Regions from separate parts of the Mus musculus genome. Here all the other regions are linked to region 5. The links are chromatin contacts, called in public HiChIP or PLAC-seq and promoter capture Hi-C maps. All regions are on one chromosome and are shown on one strand. The core of a region is the stretch at or near the end of the contact, and the rest is flanking DNA. Distances in the headings are between cores, read along the strand shown.

Region 1 (3,392 bases), core at 109-2,608, 1.1 Mb before region 5:
CCAAACCTAAGGCCTCCTGAAAGCTGGGCAAGCATCTTGACACTGAGCCGCATCCTCACACACCCTTCTTACTGTACCAGATGGTCTCTTAAATAGACACCGTCTTATTTTTTTATGGTGATCTATAAAATGGCAGCCATAGGAAGTTCTCCCCTCCTTCCGAACGTCACGAGTCCTTAATCCAGTCCCACATGCTGTGGTGACCCCAACCAGAGTCATTTTCACTGCTACGTCATAATTGCAATTTTTGTCACTGCTATGAATCGTAATGCAAATATCTGATATTTCTGATGGTCTTAGGCAACCCCTGTGAAATGGTTGTTCAACTCCTATGGGGTTGTGACTCACACAGGTTGTGAAACCCTGGATTAAAGAATACAGCTAAGGAGTTTTACTACTTCATGCTAACGGAGAGAGAGCCAGGATTTTAACTCAGGCAGGTTGGCTTCAGAGTCCAAATAGCTTAGCTGTGGTACTCTCAGGAGTCGAGACTTCTAGGGAAAGACCTTGATTCAATCCAGGTTATAATTAGTTAAATTTATTGATACTGGTAGCAGGACAGCAATCTCTGAGCCAAATTAGAGTCTGCCACTCAAAGGGGAATAAGGGATGAGGAAAGGATTTTTAAAAATGAAGACCACAAGACCTTGAGTATCTGCATATGCAAGCCAAGAGCTGTTTTGCTCTGCCAAGAGGTAGTAGTCAAGGGGACCTCAAAGTAGTCCAGAATGTCTGCACAAGAATGTCAGAGAAAACAAAACAAAACAAAACAAAACCAACAACAGCGACAAATACCGATTCTATCAAAACAAGTACAGATGTAGGCTTGTGGGTGAAGGCCGGTGTGTCAGGGTTACTGGGAACTTATTTTCCTGGCAAATCAAAAGACAAGTGGCTATTGGAACCAAGATGGATACCTAGCACGAAAGGCAGTCATCACAACTCAATGGCCCCTGAGTTTTCCAAAGGAACAGAAACCACCTTCCTTCATGTTTCTTCCTGTCTGCTCCTTCCTCTCTGTGATACTGGAGAGAACATTGAGTTTTGGAAGGAAGCTGAGTTGGATTTAGATTACAGCCCAGCAGCCCCTTGCTACCTGTGTGACATTTTGCAAAGTCGATCTCTCTTTAGAGTCTGGGCTTCAATCTCTGCGTCTGTGACATGTGTGGGGGCAGGGGTGGGGGCACCGCCACTATCCGGCGCTGTTCTGGTGACCCTTCCTTGTACTTCTTTAGCACAGGAGCAGTGCTTAGTAGATGGGACTCCTAGGTCCTTTCTTTACCCAGCCCACTCCTATCTGCTCCACCTTCTGCTAGATCAGCCACCCTCCAAGAGTCCCCCCACCCCAGGGTGTGTCACTTCCTCCTCTGCTGCCTCTCCATCTGTACACAAGGGCTGCCACTGCCACCGGCGGAGGAAGGGCTGCTCCTCCTCAAGCACCTGTGAGTACCCTCAGGGCAGCAGCCCACCCACCTCCTCCTCTCACCCAGGCCTACTTGTTCCCTACCTCTCTGTGATCTGGGCTCTCCAGTGCTCTGTCTAGTCTTGAGAAAGGCTCTGAACCCCCTTCTGCACTCCTATGGTCCCCACTATTTCTTTCTCGGTTATCCCAGCCTCCTGCTGCTCATCCATTTGTTTCTCCAGTGGAGCCAGAGGGAGGGAAGGAGATTGCGATGCTATACGTGAGTGTTTTCTGAGAGCTAAGGCTTACTTACTCTTGTGCTTCTCCCAGCATCTCCTGTCTGTCCCTGGCTGCTATCTTTGCAACTTGATGTTTTTTGCACAGTCCAGAAGTCTTCCCACTTGGCACCTTAGCCACAGACTCCACATTCCTGGTCTACTGAGGCTTGCACTGTACATGTGCATGCTCACACACATGCACACACACACACATGCACACGCACACATACGCATGCGTGTGTGCATGGAAGGAGACAGGCAGCAGGTGGCAAGATACATGGATTGCCAAAGAAGGGAGAAAGGGACAGAATTGAGAGGGGCAGGAGAGGTCATGTATGAGTTCAGAGCCCCCTTTAGGAGAGATGAGTGGACTTGATGTCTCTGTCTTGTGGGGGGAGTGGAAGTGAAGCCCCATCTATGAGATGAGTCAGAACTAAATTTTGTGCTGCAGAGTCTCGAGCCTCCCTGACCACAGCGCAAAGCACGCAGGTCTGAGGTTTCAGTGAGGTTAAGCCTGGGGTCAGCCTCTCCCTGAGAGCAGAAGCTCTGTAATGTACTACACCCATCTGAGGTCACATGGGGTGGTGAGCAGGATGGGGTGTTCAACGGCTCAGTACCCCACCCTTCCCCATACTCCCTGTAAAGAGCATCAGTACCTGAGTCTGGACCCAAGCTGAGGGGGTTGTGGTTGCTGGCTAGCAGGCTCTTGTACACTGCTGGTGGCCATGGGAACACCATAGCACAATCCCTAGGGAGCTTACGCTGCAGTCTCTACTTACCAGTGTTGCCGGCGGGTACTGCCAGTCTTCCAGAGGGTTCCTTGAGAGTCATCTGCACGTGTGTGATGGCTGCATGTGCTTTCCTTGTGTGTGTGTGTGTGTCATGATTAGTCACAGTAGGCAATTAGAAACCATTACATTTTTGAGACTGGAGAGAGCATTCGGTGGCTAAGAGCACTTGTTGCTCTTGCAAAGGATCCAGGTTTGACGCCCCCCTCAGCACCCACATATTGCTTAACAACCATCCATCACTGCATTGGCAAGGGACCTGATGCTTCTGCGCTCTGGGGGCACGCGTGACGTTAGACACATCAAGGAGAAGGAATTAATCCGACCAAAAAATATTAAAATCTAAAAGAAAGAGAAGAAACTATGAAGGTTTTAGGTGAAGTCGAAGGTGGAAACGAGGGGTTTTAACATGCTTGTCAGATGCTGTGCTAGACATCCATCAGACCCCAGATAATTGAATGTGACGCCCATCATTTTAGGTTAACTACTTGTTAACTCACACAGAGGGAGTTTATAAGGAATTACGGGATCTCTCTATGTAGTCCAGGCTGGTCTAGAACTCCTTATGTAGACGAAGCTGGCCTTAAACTCACAGAGATCCACCTACCTCTACCCGCCCTGCGCTATCAAACATGGCTCTGCAGCTCCAGTTCTGGTTTACTAATGCTTAGCTTTATGTTACTACCACACACACACACTCTCTCTCTCTTTTTTAAAGATTTATTTATTTTATATATGTTAGTACTCTGTTGCTGCCTTCAGACATACCAGAAAAAGGCATCATATCCCCTTATAGATGGTTGTGAGCCACCATGTGGTTGCTGGAAATTGAACTCAGGACCTCTAGAAGAGCAGTCAGTGCTCTTAACCACTGAGCCAGCTCTCCAGTCCCCATATTGTCTTGAATAATGTAGCATTATTAAT
Region 2 (3,468 bases), core at 938-3,437, 1.1 Mb before region 5:
CACTGGCAAGAGGGGCTGCAGGACAGAGTCACAAAGCAAGTCATGGGTAGGTGGGTGTGTTCCAGAGCCCATCTCAGACCCCTTGTCCTGGAGGATCAAAGTTCAGGGGCGTAGGGCTCCCCGGTGGGTGAGGGCACCCGCAACTCAGCGTCGTGTCTCACCACGGTGAAGAGTCCTGCCACTGCCAGCAGAGTCGTCACCATGACGGCAGAGCAGATGCTAAACATATTCCTGGTGCCTGTTTTCCGATCGCTGTCGTGGAGGACAAGGAGCCCTAGACAGGCCAGCAAATGCAGGGGCACTCGGAACCAATTGAGAACCCCGGCCTGCTCTGTCTCGGGGATCACTTTCCTTCGCAGGAAGCTCATACTGGGAAAGTAGAGCCCGCAGGCCAACTCAATAAGTAAAAAGGCAATGAAGGACTCCACAGGATTTTCTTGGCCTGGGCTGGTGGAGAAAGTCAACATGAAGAGAGAGAAGACGACAATGAGGACAGCAAGGGAAAGCAGGTGCATGGGCTGAAGGTGGTACCTCTTGGAGGTAGCGATGCGGTACAGCGAAGAACCCAGAAGGCTGGCAGCCATGAAGCTGGAGAACACAATGCCCAGTGGGGCTCCGTGTGGGTCTAGCACAGGTGTCCAGAGGAAGACAAAGATAAAGATGACACTCTCAAACAGCGCTTGTATGACACCCAACAGCAACACCCGGCGGTCAGACAGCAGGCAGCGCAGGCCTCCAGCACAGGTCTTGGAGAAGGCACGCTGACGGTCATAATTCTCTCCCCAGTTTCGTAGAGCCAAGGCCCCAGTCAGAGCCAGAAGAGGGATGGCAGCCACAAAGGGTGCGACCGGCCCCAGCCCTATCCAACTAGCCACGGCCTCCGCTGCCACACCAGCCGCCACAGCCAGCACGTGGTTCCAGAAGGCGGCTCGGGCAAAGGTGGCTGGGATCCACTCGGCGGGGAAGTCATGCCTCTCCACGTGCTCGTGGATGTACCAGGCCTCAAAGGCTGAGAAGAGGAGAGCTGTGGACAGCCCACCGAGTGCTCGGCCCACCAGCAGCACGAAGTAGTCCTGAGAGAGCTTGGTTATGCAACATAGAGAGTAAGTGAGGGAGAAGAGGACACAAGACTTCTTACGACCCAGCCAGTCCACAAGGGAGGAGGCCACTAGGCCAAAGAGGACCGTGGAGGCAAGGCCACAGACGTAGAGGATAGCAATCTGACCCTCCAGGAAGTGGTAATGCTGATAGAGTTTATACAGGTAGGGAGCTTGGAGCCAGTCCGCTGCCAGGGCCAGAAAGTAGACTTGATAGAAGTCTAGTTGAAACTGAAGGAAGGAGGGGTTGCTGCAAGCTCTTCCAGGGGGCCTGGCTCTGCATCTTGACAGCTCCAGACCCAGGCAGGAGGCCAGGAGGCCCACAAAAGACAAATAGGCAGTCACCAGCATGATGGGCCCCCGGACGACCTGGGGAGAGAACGATGGCCACAGTCACATCCATAATCCAGGTAGCACAGTCGAGGAGTTAGGTGTCTAAGCAGAGGGCAACTCCACCCAACTGCACTGTCAATTTCTCTCCCCCAGAGCTGAGACTGGAGGGACCAGTTGGGTGGGTGGGAGGAGTGGCTGTCTCCTAGGACTCAGTGGGGCGGGGGAGGGTGACAGTGGGGAGAGGCCAGAGCACTCGCTCCACCCTTGCCTGGTACAGCAAAGGGGACTCCTTTCAGTAATCTCGGTCCCTCAAGTTCAAAAGGGGCTACTGCCCATCTCCATGATAGGTTCTGCAGGCTTCTTGTACCTCCCATCCTCGCTGATAAGCCAGTTTTGGAGCTCAGTGTCTCCACATCTATTCCCGAGCATCCCTTCCGCCCGGGCCGGCCTCTCCAATGCTTCGCGGTCACGCGCGCGCACCGCAGGTTCCCCGGCTATGGGTCACGGCTGACCCTCCTTGCGCCCCCTAGCCTCAGCCGAGCGTCCCCTCATCCGCTCGCACCTCGCCCGGCCCCCATCTCACCTGCTGCCCCGGTCTGCCGGGACGCTCCGGACACGTCCGGCTCCAGGCCGCCGGGCCGCCCTCCCCGCACTGGCTCCGGCTCCGCTCGGGTTCCAGCAGCGCGCCCGCCCCTCACAGCCTGCTTCCGGGAGCCGGGCTGGCTCGTGGCCGCCGCCATGATAGCCCCGTCACGTGACGGGGCGCGGCAGGAAGCCACTCCCCCTCGTGGCGCCCCGCCCAGGAGCGGAAGAGCCTATGGGGCCCGGGATGCTGGAGCGGTGCGCTGTTCTCTTGGGCGCCTGAGCAGGCGGGTACCATAGGGTCCTCCAGCTGGCCAATATCCGCGGGGTCGTCCGGAATGAAAGTGTATTTTCTGTTTTCCTCCAGGAGGAGAAGGAAAGGTGCCGGCAGTCCCTCAGAGCCAGCGGATACCACGTGCTAATGAACTCCGCTGCCCTAAATTGAGCTGCCCTAGGGTTTGGACCTCCCCTGACCTCCCGGCCAGCAGTCAGTATTGTCCAGACACCTGAGGGAGGCGGTGTGGTGTAAAGCCGGAGTCCGGCTGCGGAAGCAGTGACAAAAACTTAAGCCCTGGAGCTGGACTCCCACCTCCTGCTACCTAGGATCTGCTTTTTCTTGGAATGTTAAGTTTCAGTATTCAATATTATGTCCTGGAGACCCCTGCAATGGCTTCCCTTTTCACTAAGGATAGAATCCAACATCTTTCAAAAGACATGCAAATGCATCTGTCCGGGACTTTTTGCTATGTCCATGACTTTATCTGCTACCACGCGGCCTCCTGTCTACACCGGCTCCCACCTGGGCCTTTGCACACTGCTTCCTGCAGAGTTCCCCCCCAAGATAGTTACCTTCTTTACCGCCAGAAGTCATGTTATTATTAGAGAGGACCTCTTTCTTTCTTTCTTCCTTTTTTTTTGGGGGGGGGGGGTTCAAGACAGGGTATTTCTGTATAGCCCTGGCTGTCCTGGAACTCACTTTGTAGACCAGGCTGGCCTCAAACTCAGAAATCCACCTGCCTCTGCCTCCCAAGTGCTGGGATTAAAAGCATGCGCCGCTGCCACCGCCTGGCCAGGACTTCCCTTTCTTTCATGGTGTGGTGGCTCATGTAGTCCTTGCGCTTGGAAAGCAAATAAATAAATAAATAAATAAATAAATAAATAAATAAATAAATAAATAAATCCTAGCGAAAATGCTCCATGATTAACAGGTTAAGAGCACTTGCTGTTCTTGCAGAGGAGAGGCAGAGGGGTGGAAGATCACTTGTTACTGCTTTTGAAGAGTAATATGCAGAGTAGTTTTCACAATTGCTTGTAGCTCCAGCTCCACCAGGGGAGCTGACTGACCTCTTCTGACTTCTGAGACCTGCATGAAACTAGTGAGAGTATAGTCACTTAGGCACACACTCATGCACATAAAATAAACTTTTAAATAAAGTAAATCTTTAATAAATTAAAA
Region 3 (3,385 bases), core at 620-3,119, 1.0 Mb before region 5:
CTTCCTTCCCCCCCCCCCCCCCCATCCAGGCAGAGGTACCACCACGCAGTCACAATCCTTCTATCACTGAGAACTCCTTTAGTCAACTGATTCAGAGTCTCTAGTACCAGCCAGCTATCACGCAGGGCACCGTGAATATAAAAATAATAAATAACAGACTGTCTTGCCGTCATCCCTCCCCCTCCCCCCAACTAGCCTGGGAGCTTACTGGGGACAAGGGCAATCTTATTCATCTTTGTATTCCAAACACAATGCCGTGCATGTAACAGGAGCTCAATAAAATTCCTGTTGGGAAAAAAAAACAAATGAAGCATTCACCAGACTATACACTCCCTTATGCCCGAGTACTTCACGTACCAAAAGTACACCGGGTACAAGGTGCTTTGCCAATGGCCCATCAGTGCCTGTGACGTGATATATAGCCTACCTCCTTCATTTGACTGGAAGCTCCCTGAAGGCAGGGGCTGTGGCCTGTCTCCTTTCCTTCCTCTAGATCTCCCCCTGGCGCTTAATACAGAGCTCGGCTCACTGGGGATGGTCAATACTGTTGGCTAAGGCAGAATTCAAGGGTGACACTGCAAAGAGGCTTCCCAGTGAACGGTCTTGAAGGAGGACTCGAGAGCTTTTTACCTGAGCCATGCTGACTTCTCACTTAACGAACCCAAAAAGTTCAGAAGTTCTCTGTCCCAGTTTTCCTTAAGACACTGGTTGTCTGAAGAACCGTCACCAAATCACAGTAACGGCTCCTCCCCGTTCTTTCAGTTCCTTTGCCATATTGAACTGTCTTCTCAAAGAACTCGGTGTCCTCCAAAAGGAAAACAGGTGTCCCAAGAATCCGCAGTCTCTCTCTGACTTCTGCCTCTTGTCGGAAGAAACGAGAGTCTACCAGTCTTGGTTTCCAAGTTGAATTCTCTTGGTGAAGCTCTAGGTCTGTTCCAGAAACCTGAAACCAGAAAGGGAGATGAGGCCCTTAGGTGTAACATCTTCAGGCCAAACAACGATCGAAGCTCCCTCAACTTATTTTGCTGGGCGTTCTGAAGCTCAAAAGGAGGACATGAGTCGAGAGCTTTCTTTCTAGGTCAGTAGAAGAAACTGGCCTCCTGGGCCGAAAGAGCAGCCAACGGGAGCAAAAGTAAGTTGGGCCTCCTATAGAGAGGATCTGCCAAGAGAGTAAGAGCTGGGATTTGCCATCTTAGGAACGGAAGAAGGGGGCGGAGGCCCTTTGGGGCTTTTGTGCGGAGTGGGCCGGCCTGCAAAGCTGGCACTCCACAGACGAGGGCAGAACTGTGTTGGAAGGAAGCTCGGGAGGCCTCCGCCGAGCGCCGGGGTGGCTGGCAGTGCCCGCACGTGAGCGTCGCTCGGAGTCCGCCCGAAGGTTCGTAAATTCGCCGCCGCGGAGGCGGAGGGCGGGCGTGTGTGCGCGCGCTCTGCAGGCAGCCGCAGCGCGCAGCCCCGGGAGCGCCGAGCCGCGCGCGACCTGCGTGCTCGCGCCCGCGCTTCCCCCCCCCTTCCCGGGCAAGGCCCCCTCTCCCGGCGGGGCGGTGGGGGGCGGGGCGGCGGCGGCCCTCCCCTCGCGCCCCCTCCCTCCGCCGCGCGCCCCTCCTCCGCCGCGCTCCCCTCCCCCCTCGCGCGCGGCGCCCCACGGCCTGCGAGCTGCTGTCCGCCCGCTCGCCCGCCCGCTCGACGCTGCCTCCCCGCGGCGCGCGCCTACCTGCCTGGCGCGGCCTCCCGCCGTCTCCTCCGCCGCGCGGCGCCCCCTCCAGGCCCCAGGCACCCCGTGCCAAGCCCGCGGCCGCCGCTCCCCGCGTCGGGACCGAGGCAAGTTTACAAACACCAACCCGGGGCCCGTTTCCCCGGAAGCACTTCTCCGTCCCCCTCCCCCTCTTTGCCAAGCGGCCACATCCACTTCCGGGCTCCGGAGCCGGGACAGGAGGGGGGGCCCTCCGAAAAGGGGTGAGGCTGGGGACGCGCGGAGAGCTGCAGCTGGCGAGCGGGAGGGGGACGGCCCGGAGGACCGGAGGAGGGTGGTGCGAAGGGCGGCGCCTGCGCCGTGGCGCGCGAGCGCCCCGGCCGCCATCTTCACTGAGGGCAGCTCCCAGGCTCGCCTGGAACCTTTAGGGAACCTTTAGGTACTGAGTGTTCTTTGAGAAGGTTCGCTAGGTGCGCTGGTTGATTCTTGCAGAATCTCCGTCTCTCTCCTGACGCCCCAGGTAGAAGCCGGGACAGTTCGTACCTCTGATCTTTTTTTTAAAGCTTGGTGAGGTCTGTTTTTCCGGTGCCTGCTGCTGTGGGGTGCAGACCTGCAGACTGAGGTCAGCTGGGAGGAGAGTTGAGCCGTTGCGCAGTCCTGCGGTACACACTAAACCACAATCTGCATGTGAGTCTCAGTGAGTTCCCTCAATAGCCAAGGCAAACGTGCTCCGGCCCCGCAGTCTTGACCTAGCCAAACTAGGCTTCCTTTCAAGAAAAGGCCTTTTTTCCCTTCAGTGGACTAGTCTTGTTGGAGATTTGGAAGTGCGTGTTGTCCTCTGGGCCAGGCCCCCTTTGGAAATTTGAGCCTATCCTCGAATACTAGCGCCCCACTTGTAGCATTAGAGAGGAGTTCTGCTAAAAGATAGGACTATTCTAAGTGCACACTTGGCAGAAGGAAACGTGAATTCCACTTAAGTCCCAGTTTCTATTCTAACTGCTGTCTGGTGAGTTTAAGTGACAGTAAGACACTATCCAAAAAGCATATGGATTCCTAACCACAGTCCTGTACCTTTTACACCACTAAAGTAAGTTCCATTTCCCTTAGGGTCATTCTGAAACTGACATAAAATGGAGAGACATGTCACCAGGAATGTTTTTAAAACAAATGTAGGGACCTGAAGAGATGACCCAGCTGTTAAGAGTGCTTGCTGGGAAACTAGGACCAGAGTTTGGATTCTGTTTTCCAGGTTAACAAGCCTGCTCTGACAAAGGTGGAGACTGGAGAATCCCCTGGACTTGCTGGATTCCACCTTAACTGAGAAAATTAGAGCCCCAGGTTGGGGAAGAGACCTTGCTTCTAAAGGAATAAGCAGTCCAGGTGTGTACAGGCTCTTGAACTTGCATGGACAGAGTCACATCAGAAACAATCATACAGTTTTAAACATTAGCTTAAGCAAGGGAGTGTAGCCGGGTGTTGTTGGCACACACCTTTAATCCCAGCACTTGGGAGGCAGAGGCAGGTGGATTTCTGAGTTCGAGGCCAGCCTGGTCTACAGAGTGAGTTCCAGGACAGCCAGGGCTACACAGAGAAACCCTGTCTTGGAAAAATAAAAAAACAAAACAAAAAACAAAAAAAAAAAGCAGGGGAGTGTGACAAATATCTTTAATCCCAGCACCTGAAAGGCAGAGCAGG
Region 4 (3,358 bases), core at 565-3,064, 1.1 Mb before region 5:
CCCAAGCTGCAGTCTCAGGGTTCCGATGCTTGGTCTCTGGGTCAAGTCCCTGAAGGGAAGAACCAGTGCAGAGAGCTGAGCAGGGTGGTGCCTGGGTCTGTGTCCCAGTGCCTGGGCAGGAAGGGAATGGTGCCCAAGCCTGGTTCATGAGGACAGGAGACTCATTCACTGTAAACCAACTACAGATGTGCCGGGGTGGGGTGGGGAGGGGGATTAGGGCCACATTCCCAAACCGCAGCTGGGCCCGCCCCTCCTTCCGCCAGCCACCACCAGGGCAGGGCAGGAGGGGTTAATTTTGCAGCCTCCTGGCAGGATCCCTGCCACACAGGCAGCTCACTATCCCACCCCAGCCTGAATGCCAGGGTCCAACTCCCGGACACACACCCCTCCCACACTGCTAAGAGCTGCTCCCAGGGTAACCGGCAAAGTCAACAGCAGTCAGGCCACCTGGGGACGGGACCCTGGAGTACCTATTCCCAGCCCTGGAGCGAAAGGCAGAGTTTCGTCTGTGCTCCCCCCCTTCCTCCCCCACAACGTCTCTGGTCTCTTGGGATTGCCACAGCAAGCCTCTCTTTCCCCTTCTCCTTTAGCTGATAATGGCTACCCAGAAAAGCCTTTCCCAGGAGGGGGATGCCTGGCCCCTAGGGTGACAGCAAGACCAGAGCTGAGTAATTCCAAAGTGGAAAATGTGATGTGATTCAGGGGCCCATTCCCCAGGTGCTGGCCACTCTGGGAGCGTTGCTGAGGATGGTCCTTTGGGCTAGTGCCTGGCCCAGCCCGTCCAATGAGCTTTCTCCTCTTCTGGAGTCGTGACCATCCCTGTGAGAGTGCATAGGACTTCACTTTTCTCTGGCTCTGTGCTCTGTGGTATAAAGTCAAACTATTGGCTTCCCTCTCTAGGTTCGAGAGCCTTTCAGCCTCGGTTTGTTTGGAGACAGAGAATATCCCTATTAGACACAGACTTTGGGCTTCTAGAGACCCAGCGTCAACAACATTCGTGGCGCATCTACCAGGCAGCCAGGCAGGCCTCGCTGGCTGAGCCAGACACACACCCTCGCCTGGGCTTTCTCCCTCACACCCAGCGCAAGGCTCCTCCCATCCCCCCTCCTCCCTAAAGTTCTTTCAGCCCTCCTCCCAGCCAGCCTCTCCCCCTCTAAATCCAAGTCTAAAGGTGGGGACGATATTGGCAGCGAGAGACCCACGCGCTTTAACTCCTGGAGTCAACTTCAGGCAGAATGAGAGGGAGGAAGCCTGTGAACCCAATTCGTAGCACCTTCATCGTAACCCCCACTAGTTAAACCAGTTTGCTCCTAGGCCATAGGACAGAGAAGGCCAGAGGAAGGGATACTGCTTTGACCTGCAGGTGGAGGTTAACTAAGAAAAGGGGACAGTGCCTTCTCCTCTGGTATACTCCTGCCCCATCACTCCACGTCTTGGCAGTGTCCAAGTCTCTCACTGCCTACCCTGGGAGGTACCAGAGACCGGCCTGGCAGAATACAGCGTGGCTAAAGACAACTCAGTCTCCCCAAATGGCTGGAAGGGGGATAGCGCCAGAGAGAAAGGGTTGGCATCATGGAGCCCAGGACACTGACCTCTGCCAGCTCTGCCCGGCCTCCCGGGGATGGAGCCACGGAAGCCTAGCAAATGGGAGGGGCAGAGACCCAGGCGTCCTGGGCCGCCCCGCCCAGTCCTCCCCCCCCCCAGCCACCACCCCCCCCAGCCCCAGGGCACCGAGGAGGGAGCCGGGCAGGGGCAGGCGGCAGGGGAGGGAGGAGCGAGGGCGGGAGGAGGAGGAGGGAGCCAGGCAGGGAGGGAGGTGGGGGGGGTAGGGAGGGAGAAAAAGAAAGAAAATATTTTCCGTGTCCCCGCCTGCGGAGTCAGTGTGCGGTTTGGGAGAAAATGTGTCGGATATTTTGGGGCGGTCACGTGGGCGGGCGGGCTCCGAGAGGCCCCGGGATTGTCCCAGCCTAGAGCCGTGCCCCCCTGAAGCCCCCCATTACCGCGAGTCACTAACACCGCGGTGCTCCATCCCCGAGACCGCCCGACGCCGGGACCTCGGGGCTCTGCGGCCTTCCTTCCCCCGCCCTCCCCTCCAGGTGAGTCAGGCGGGGAAGCCGGCTCGCCCGCCTGGCCGCCCTCCGGCCGCGGACGCCGGGGCTCCTCTGCTGAAATGAGCCAGGGGCGGGGGCGTCGGGAGCCTTGGGGTCCTTTCCCTCCGGGGGTGGCCAAGCTGTTAGCCGAGCTTATGCGGAGGCTTCCTGCCCCAAGTTGGGGTCAGTCGTGACCCGGGAAGAGAAAGGGGAGATTTTTTTTTAGACAGACTGAGGATGGGCCGGGTTGTCTGCCCTTGATTTTGGTGAGTATTGAAGGAGAGCATTTAGGAAAGTCTTGGGCAAGCGAACCAATGTTCCTGTACTCGGAATGTCAGAGAAGACGGGTTTTCCTCCTCTGGGAAAGGATGGCATTCTTCCACCGGAGTGGGGCGGGGGCATACTGAAGGGTGGATCTGATGGTCCAAGTACCCTTTCTCCAGTGGATTGGCAGGGCTCTGTATGGGGACTAGGAAAGCTCTAGCAAGTGTCTAGGTGGGTAAAGTGGTCTGTGGAGTTTGGACTGCAGAACCTGGATTCTCTCTGATCTATCCCTTACTGCACAAGTGAGCCAATGAAGGGGAGCTCTTTTAGAATATTCTCAAGGGGAGGCCCCAGTGGAACAAAGCTAGAGTTATAACGCCCGGACAGGTTCAGGAGAGCCCCTGTCCTGGAGTGCCACTGACAGCGCCTCTTTCCTTTCCAGCAGTTTCCACCAGGTCCCTCACCTCAGCCTGGCCCAGTATGTAGGAGGGACTCTCTGCAGAGGCCAGAGGGTAAGAATATGCTTAGTTGGTGGTCATGGGGATGGGGCAGCAGGGATGTCTGTCTCGGGGAGGGAACTCAAGGACAAAATGCTCAAATAATTCCCTCTTGTAGGGCTTAAACCCGGGGCAGTTGGGATCCTACTCCTCAAATTTGAGGCTTCTGCCCTTATGGTTATTCTTCGGGTACTGAGTTAGGGTTTGAGGACCACAGCCATTGTCAGTAAGGATACTTAGAGGGGGTCAAGGGGAGTGTGTGTCCAGGGTGCTCGGAGCTTGGTTATCCCAACACACACACACACACACACACACACACACACACACACACACACACACAGTGGCTTAGAACTGGTAGGCAGCATAGGACACGCCCCCCCAACCCCGGGGCACACCCCCACCTCTGGCTCAGAAAGCCACCTAACTGGCACCTCCAGTTCCCCCCTCGGCCCCACCCTGCCCGTGCCCTCTGATGCCCACACACATTCCACTGGCATTGCCTGCCTG
Region 5 (3,464 bases), core at 758-3,257:
TAGAGATTTATTTATACACACATAACACGACAAACCTGAAGACGGAATGTCCTTATTTTTACCACCCTACTAGGGAAACAGCACTGTCACAGATCTCGAAACATGGCCCACAAGCCCCAGAGAACATTCTTATTTATGAAAATCACTCTCTCCCCACAAATGTAAGGCTGTTCATCCACCTTCGGCGGGGTTTACCAGTCTCTGCCGCCGCCGCTCAGTTACCTGTGACAGAGCAGCAGCAACACAGGGAACTCAGCACAGTGCCTAGCAGAAGCACTAGCCAGTGAACAAAGACCCCGCCGCCGACGCACAAGCCCCGCCACTCTGGAAGAACACATCAAAGACGGGGATAGTGAACTTGGTTTTGAGACTCCAAAGTAGCATGGTGTCTTCTACTGAGGGTCTGCGTTACTAAACCAAGACCCACCTGAGCATCTCGTGTGTGTGTGTGTGTGTGTGTGTGTGTGTGTGCGCGTGCAGATTAGAGCCACAGACAGACAGACAGACAGACAGACAGACAGACACACACACACACACACACACACACACACACACACACGAACTTCCATTGCTGGAAGGTTGGGGGCGGCTGAGAAGCCAAAGCAGAAGGCTTTGTACAATGGGAGCAGCAAATACAACCCCTAATTGTCTCACCATATCCATCTGTGGGTCAATAATCACTTCGATGCAACTGCCAAATATAACCTTCTTCTGTAACCCCAATGCCAAAGCACATTTGAGAATACTACCAGATGAAATATTTTAGGGTTTCACCGGCTCTTCCCAGCCTCACAAGCCTCATAAACAACACAGCCGGTGTAGTGTCCCACAGAAACGTCTCCACCTCTGTACTGGGAAAGGTGGGGGTGGGCCTGGCCACACAAGGCCCTTAAGGCTGGAAGGTAAGGGGTGTGTGTGGAGGGTGGGTGCCGGGAGGAGGGACTGTGTGTCAAGGCAAAAGTACTGACCAAGGGCCAGGGAGACGGTCCAACCGTGGGGGTCTTTAAATAATTGGGGGTGGGGGGGTTGGAAGCAGTTTTCAGGATCTCACCTGAAAAGCATCCTCGGAGTGATTAACTGAATGGGCCCCCTGGGGCGGGGTGGGGGAGGTGAGGAGGCATGCAAACACACATACACCTAGATTCAGATTAACAGCTGGGGAACTAGGTTTTCACAGGGTTGGAATGGCTCTGAGGCCAATCTCCAAAAAGGTTTAGGGGCCTGCTCGCCCCATTTCCTCCAAACAGCGTCTACAGGCATGGATATCCGAGGTGGGTGGGAGGGGGGTGCCCTGCAGAACCCAAGGAGCTGAGCGAAAGAAGGGGGAATGTGACTCCGGTGCCTAGACCATCAGGGTGGCAGGGGAAAGAGGGTAGGGGCACCCCATGATGAAGGGAGGCTTAGAGACCCCTACCCTCCTAGCCTAGGGTACGCATAGGCTCTCGGCAACAGAACACATCGGAGAAACAAGCCCCCCATCGTCGAACCCCACAATCTTGGCGGGAGAAAAGGCGCCCCCAGGAGCATCTGCTGGCAGGGAATAACCCCCCTCGCACGGACGCGCTGAAGGGCAGGAGCCAGGGACCTCCACATCTCGAGGAAGCCTGGGGTGGGAGCGGAGGGTGCAGGAGGCGCGACCCCCTGGGCGCCCCGGTCGGGCTCCGTCTGGAAGAGCGCGCGGGTCCCCAAGGCTGACCCAGCGCCACCCCGGCCCTCCGCGCCCCCCGCCCGGCCATATTGCGCGGCTGGGGAGGGGGCGCGCCCGAGCCCCACGGCGAGCGCGAGGCCTCGCCTGGCCGTCTGTATCCCGCGCCCCCCCCCCCCATCCCCGCCCCGGACTCACCCTGGATCCCCCGGGGCCCGGACCCGCCGCTGCCGGCGAGCAGGAGGACAACAAGGGGGAAGAAGGAGGAGGCTCCGGCCGACTCCGCCATAGTAACCGCCGCCGCAGCCCAGCAGCGCCCAGCGCGCGCGCGCGCCCCCGGCGCCTCTCTCCCTCCCTCCCTCCCTCCTCCCGCCCGCCCGCGCGCGCCCGGCTCCTTCGCTCCGCGCCGGCACGTGAGCTCCCGGGAGCCGGTGCGGCCGCCGCCGCGCGCGCCCCCGAAGGGCGGGGCCGGGTGCGCGCGTGCGCCCGCCTTAAAGGGGAGGGTCCCTGTTAAAGGGGCGGAGGCTCTCGCCTCGGCCAACCTCGCGCACCCGTGCGGAGCTGAGCCGAAAGCGGGGGAGGCCGGGTCCGCCGACCGACAGTCTCCCTCCTCCCTCCGCGGAGTGGCCGCGCCGGCGCCCGTCCTCCTTCCTTCCCCCAGCCCCGACCCTCCGGCCCGTTGTGTCCCGCTGGGTTCGTCGCCAGAGTCTCCTGACCGGCGTCCCCTCGAGGCTCCCTCCCGCTGCAGCGAGCTGGACACAACTACCTGTGCGAGCGAGCGTCTGTGTTTTCGAAATGTAGCTAGGCTGGCACGGCTGACAGCCTTGGTGAGGGTGCTGGCCAGGTAGAACCATTTTGGGAAACAATGTGACAGCACCTATCAGACAGCTTCACAAAACGCATTGCATTTGCCCGGCATTTCCTCCTGTCTGTCTTCAGGAAATAATGAGGCTAAATATTTACGCAAAATGTTCCCTTGCTTATTTATCATTGGAAAAAGCTGGAAACTAGAGAAGCAATCATAGAAGCTTAGATAAACTGTGGCTCACTCATGTGAAGGAGCACTAGTGATTAAAAATCGGTTTACAAAAACTAATGGCGCGAGGAAATGTTACTCCATGTTAAATGAAAATGTAAACACCAACCTTTACAATAAATTTTTGTGGATGATATGTATGCATGTATGCGTAGGAGAAAAGGGAACGATATTACTCAATATTACTACTAAGGTTTTCAGTTTGTTTTTGAGACAGAGTCTTATTATGTTGTCCAGGCTGGCCTCAAACTCACTGAGAACTGCCTGTTTCTGCTTCTCAAGTGCTGGGTCTAAAGGTGTGTGTGCCACAGAGGCAGGCTGAAATAATTTTTTGTTTCTCCTTTAAGTATTCCAGTAACTTCTAAATAGTTTCCAGATAAACATTACTTTCAAACCTAGTAGGAAATACTTATAAAAGGCAAATGATCCCGTATCTTTCTGAAGAGCTCACAAGAGACTTTGGGATCTGTATTCTGCTTCTGATAACCAACTAGGAGAAAACAGGCAACATCTTAGCCTTTCAAAGTCATAGATAGTTTCATGTGTGAGACCAAGGGATAGAGAAGACCGTCAAGAAGGAGGGAGGGAGGAGAGGCAGGCAGATCTCTTGAGTTCTGGGACAGTGTGGTCTACAGAGTGAGTCCCAGAAGAGCCAGGACTACTCAGAGAAACCTGTCTCAAAAACAAACAAACAAACAAAAAACCCAAACCAACCAACAAACAAACAAAGGTGGGGGGCGCTGTTCTGACATCTTACCTTATAATTGTCTCCAACACAAAGAA
Region 6 (3,268 bases), core at 512-3,011, 1.2 Mb before region 5:
TTACAAGAGTTGCAGCCGGGCGTGGTGGCGCACGCCTTTAATCCCAGCACTCGGGAGGCAGAGGCAGGCGGATTTCTGAGTTCGAGGCCAGCTTGGTCTACAGAGTGAGTTCCAAGACAGCCAGAGCTAAAAGAGAAACCCTGTCTCGAAAAACCAAAAAAAAAAAAAAAAAAAAAAAAAAAAAGAGTTGCCTTGGTCATGATGTCTCTTCACAGCAATGAAACCCTAAGACAAAACTATGTGTATGTGTATGCATCATGTGCATGCCTGGTGCCTGCAGAAGTCGGAAAAGGTTGCTGCATCCCCTTGAATTGTTGTCACCTACACCATGTAGATGTTCGGAACCCAATTGGGTTCTCACTGAGAGCAAGTGCTCTTAACTGCTGAGCCATCTCTCTAGTTACAAATTATTACTACTTTTAAACTTACATGTATTTGGTCTGTGTGTGTGTTTTCACAAGTGTGCATGCCATGGAGCACGAAGGTCGGAGGACAACTTCTGGGAGTTGGTCTTCTCCTTCCACCCCATTAGTATCAGAAAGTTAGCTCAGTGTGTATGTGTGGGTTTTACGCTCTGCGTCGTCACCTTGCCGGCTCTATTGTTACTTAAAACAGTCTTCACCACTTTGCTATTCTTAGGTTTCTCTTTCGACTGTCATTTCCTGGTGGAAATGACAACAGGTCATTTCAACAGGAGGAAACAATCTACCTTTCACTATTAGAGATGAGCGGCAATTAAGGTGAAATTGAAAAAAGAGGCAAGTTCCCAATTTCAATATCCTAACATTTTTTCTACTGGCTTTAGCCAAATGCCAGCTTTGTCTCCATATTGACATCTCTAAACAAAGAGAAACACAACATTTCAATTCTTCACCGAACTCTGATACAAAGTATTACATGGACACTGGTGCAACGTTAGACAAGTGAGCTACGTTAAGTGTTCGACTGTTCTTAAAATCAAAACTCTCCCCGCTTTTGGGAAAGACTGTGGAAGAATGTAAGGTAGCATTTCCCGTGGAAAGGATACAGAACTCGTCAGTGGGACCAGTAATTCTTTTCCTGTGAAAGTAATAAAGACAAACAGCTGGGGAAGGCTAGCGGCTCCCACGCGAAGACGTTAGGGGAAGCTCCCAACAGGGCTCAGTGTTCACAGACAGTGAAAAGAACACAGCAACTGAGGAAATGTCTTGTACATTTTAGTTTTCTGTAGGCAACATGCGGGGGCTCCTGTGGCTACACACACACTAAGTAACAAACAGTTTTCTTTAACGAAAACTGGAACTAGGAAAAAGCGAAGGAGAAGCCGGCATCCCCAGGCGCCCTCACCCGCCTAGCCCATACCCTCGTTGCTCTTGTTCAGCACGTTCAGACAGTCCTTGGCTTCCACGTACTTGGTCTGGACCACCTTGAGCTGAGCAATGGACGTGGACAAAAACTCCACTTCCTACAGAAGCCGGGAAAAAACAAGGGGTCAGCTCAAGAAAGCGGGGCCCAGGCTGAGGGGGCGGGACCCGGGACCGGATAGGGGTTTCCCTGGGAAAGGAAGCCTCCCCGACCGGGCGGGCGGTCGGTCGGAGGATATGAAGCGCGAGGAAGGTGCTGGGACAGGTCCTCACCTGGTCCAGCTGGTTCTTGAGCATTTCCAGTTGTGGCAGATTCAGCTCCGTGATGTTAATCGACTGCGCCATGTTGGGAAGGAGGACTGCCGAAGAGGAAGCCGCCTGGGCGAGTGACGCTCTAGCCGCCCTCCGCGTTACCTCCGTGGTGCCGCCAGGGGATACGCTCTGCGCCCGTCGTCTCTATGATCCTGTGTTTCGGACCCGCTTTTCGGATCTCAAGCTTAATTAGAGAACGCAAGTTTTTCTTTTCTCAGAGTACACTAAAGCTAGCACGGTAATTTTGGCTTCCTGTCCCCATAACTCTAGGTTCTGCTGGCCTAGAAGTTTTGGCTCCAGAGAGGGGAGTGCTCCTACCAGGAGCTACAACAAACATTCCATTGAACTGGAAGCTCAGACTTCCCCTTGGTCATTTTGGGCTTCTAATGCCCTTAAACCAACAGGCTAAAAATGGAATAACAGTGTTAGGAGGGGTGATAGATCCAGATTACCATGGGGAAATTGGATTACCTCTTCACAATGGTGGTAAGCAAGATTATGTCTGGAGTGTAGGAGATCCCTTAGGGCGTCTCTTAGTACTACCATGTCCTGTGATTAAAGTCAATGGGAAACTACAACAGCCTAATCCAAGCAGGATGACAAAGGACACAGACCCATCAGGAATGAAGGTATGGGTCAATCCTCCAGGAAAAGAGCCAAGACCTGCTGAGGTGCTGGCTGAAGGTGAAGGAAATACAGAATGGGTAGTAGAGGAAGGTAGTTATAAAATTAGTTAGCAAACATGGCTTGGGCCTTCAAGGGACTCGAAACTCTCGGACTCACGACACAACCACAAGATTGTAAAGCGGTATAAGCTACTGCGCGTTGTTGGGACAAGCCCGCGACAGGACAGCAGGGAACCTGTGTTCTGACAGTACCACTAACGCGCTTTAAAGGATAAAGTGCAAGTGCCAAAAAGGAACAACTGCCAACCAACTACATTTATTTTTATGTCTCAGTATATATGCAGGCAAACCAAACCTAGGTCCTTTGAAAGAGCAACCTAGTGCTCATAACTGCTGAGTGTCTGTCTAGCCCCACCATTGTGTGTTGGATAGGAAGGGTCTGTGTGCTTCCCAGCAACTTTTTTTTTTTTTTTTAACAATATCAGCCAGATATTGGTGGTGCACACACACTTTTATTTATTTATTTATTTATTTATTTATTACATGGAAGTACACTGTAGCTGTCTTCAGACGCACCAGAAGAGGGCATCAGATCTCATTATGGGTGGTTGCTGGGATTTGAACTTTGGACCTTCGGAAGAGCAGTCAGTGCTCTTACCCACTGAGCCATCTCACCAGCACCCCCCCCCCTCCCAGAAACTTTTAAAGGTGTAGTTGTTGCAACAAACCATATGAGTAGCAAACCCCATTGAATCTGCTGCTGCCATTGCCAAAGTGTAGCAGCCTTGGTGGGAAGGGCAATGGTTTCTAAAATCATCCAGGATTCAAAGGCAGTGGAAGGATTAAAAACATCAGCATAGCCCTATCACTACCTTTCCTTTCTCCAGTGTGAACACTTTAACTGCCAGGGTATTGTTTTGTAGCACTGGCTAGCTGAAACTCAAAAGTAAAGACTCAGCTGGCCTTTACCTCATAGGGATGTTTGCC

What was found. Promoter capture Hi-C pulls out the DNA fragments that hold promoters and counts their contacts. HiChIP or PLAC-seq counts read pairs in DNA pulled down with a chosen protein or histone mark.
Region 1: a contact with region 5 is called in an HNF4G HiChIP or PLAC-seq map of pancreatic cancer cells. The contact joins the promoter of Itgb7 here to the promoter of Acvr1b in region 5. A contact is called at or near these places in 2 of 39 promoter capture datasets (hippocampal neurons and liver), 2 of 484 Hi-C or Micro-C datasets (both in embryonic stem cells) and 4 of 115 datasets of contacts at active chromatin or transcription factors (embryonic stem cells and pancreatic cancer cells).
Region 2: a promoter capture Hi-C map of pre-B cells shows a contact between it and region 5, with 3 times the contacts expected there. The contact joins the promoter of Mfsd5 here to the promoter of Acvr1b in region 5. A contact is called at or near these places in 6 of 39 promoter capture datasets (the 3T3-L1 cell line, the HPC-7 cell line, hippocampal neurons and 2 more) and 1 of 115 datasets of contacts at active chromatin or transcription factors (pancreatic cancer cells).
Region 3: a promoter capture Hi-C map of pre-B cells shows a contact between it and region 5, with 6 times the contacts expected there. The contact joins the promoter of Zfp740 here to the promoter of Acvr1b in region 5. A contact is called at or near these places in 9 of 39 promoter capture datasets (the C10 cell line, the HPC-7 cell line, cranial neural crest and 5 more), 1 of 484 Hi-C or Micro-C datasets (embryonic stem cells) and 4 of 9 other capture datasets (adipose tissue, embryonic stem cells, liver and 1 more).
Region 4: a promoter capture Hi-C map of second pharyngeal arch cranial neural crest shows a contact between it and region 5. The contact joins the promoter of Rarg here to the promoter of Acvr1b in region 5. A contact is called at or near these places in 6 of 39 promoter capture datasets (cranial neural crest, hippocampal neurons, liver and 3 more), 2 of 484 Hi-C or Micro-C datasets (both in embryonic stem cells), 4 of 115 datasets of contacts at active chromatin or transcription factors (embryonic stem cells and pancreatic cancer cells) and 1 of 9 other capture datasets (embryonic stem cells).
Region 6: a promoter capture Hi-C map of pre-B cells shows a contact between it and region 5, with 2.5 times the contacts expected there. The contact joins the promoter of Pfdn5 here to the promoter of Acvr1b in region 5. A contact is called at or near these places in 4 of 39 promoter capture datasets (the C10 cell line, cranial neural crest, liver and 1 more) and 2 of 9 other capture datasets (adipose tissue and liver).

What each region holds. Positions count from the first base shown.
Region 1 is chr15:102,229,901-102,233,292 of GRCm38.p6, reverse strand. Itgb7 (integrin beta 7) reads left to right here and starts at 1,358. Exons shown (of 15, transcript NM_013566.2): 1 at 1,358-1,442.
Region 2 is chr15:102,278,175-102,281,642 of GRCm38.p6, reverse strand. Mfsd5 (major facilitator superfamily domain containing 5) reads right to left here and starts at 2,187. Exons shown (of 2, transcript NM_134100.4): 1 at 2,014-2,187; 2 at 1-1,466. The coding sequence starts at 1,448. The coding sequence ends at 96.
Region 3 is chr15:102,202,129-102,205,513 of GRCm38.p6, reverse strand. It overlaps Zfp740 (zinc finger protein 740), which reads right to left and starts at 1,869. Exons shown (of 8, transcript NM_001289691.1): 1 at 1,712-1,869; 2 at 428-943; 3 at 209-285. Csad (cysteine sulfinic acid decarboxylase) reads left to right here and starts at 462. Exons shown (of 18, transcript NM_001359126.1): 1 at 462-1,375; 2 at 2,254-2,377; 3 at 2,940-3,070.
Region 4 is chr15:102,255,978-102,259,335 of GRCm38.p6, reverse strand. Rarg (retinoic acid receptor, gamma) reads left to right here and starts at 1,814. Exons shown (of 10, transcript NM_011244.4): 1 at 1,814-2,096; 2 at 2,797-2,866.
Region 5 is chr15:101,172,615-101,176,078 of GRCm38.p6, reverse strand. Acvr1b (activin A receptor, type 1B) reads right to left here and starts at 2,007. Exons shown (of 9, transcript NM_007395.4): 1 at 1,844-2,007. The coding sequence starts at 1,934.
Region 6 is chr15:102,324,609-102,327,876 of GRCm38.p6, reverse strand. Pfdn5 (prefoldin 5) reads right to left here and starts at 1,761. Exons shown (of 6, transcript NM_027044.3): 1 at 1,617-1,761; 2 at 1,342-1,444; 3 at 1,028-1,059. The coding sequence starts at 1,688.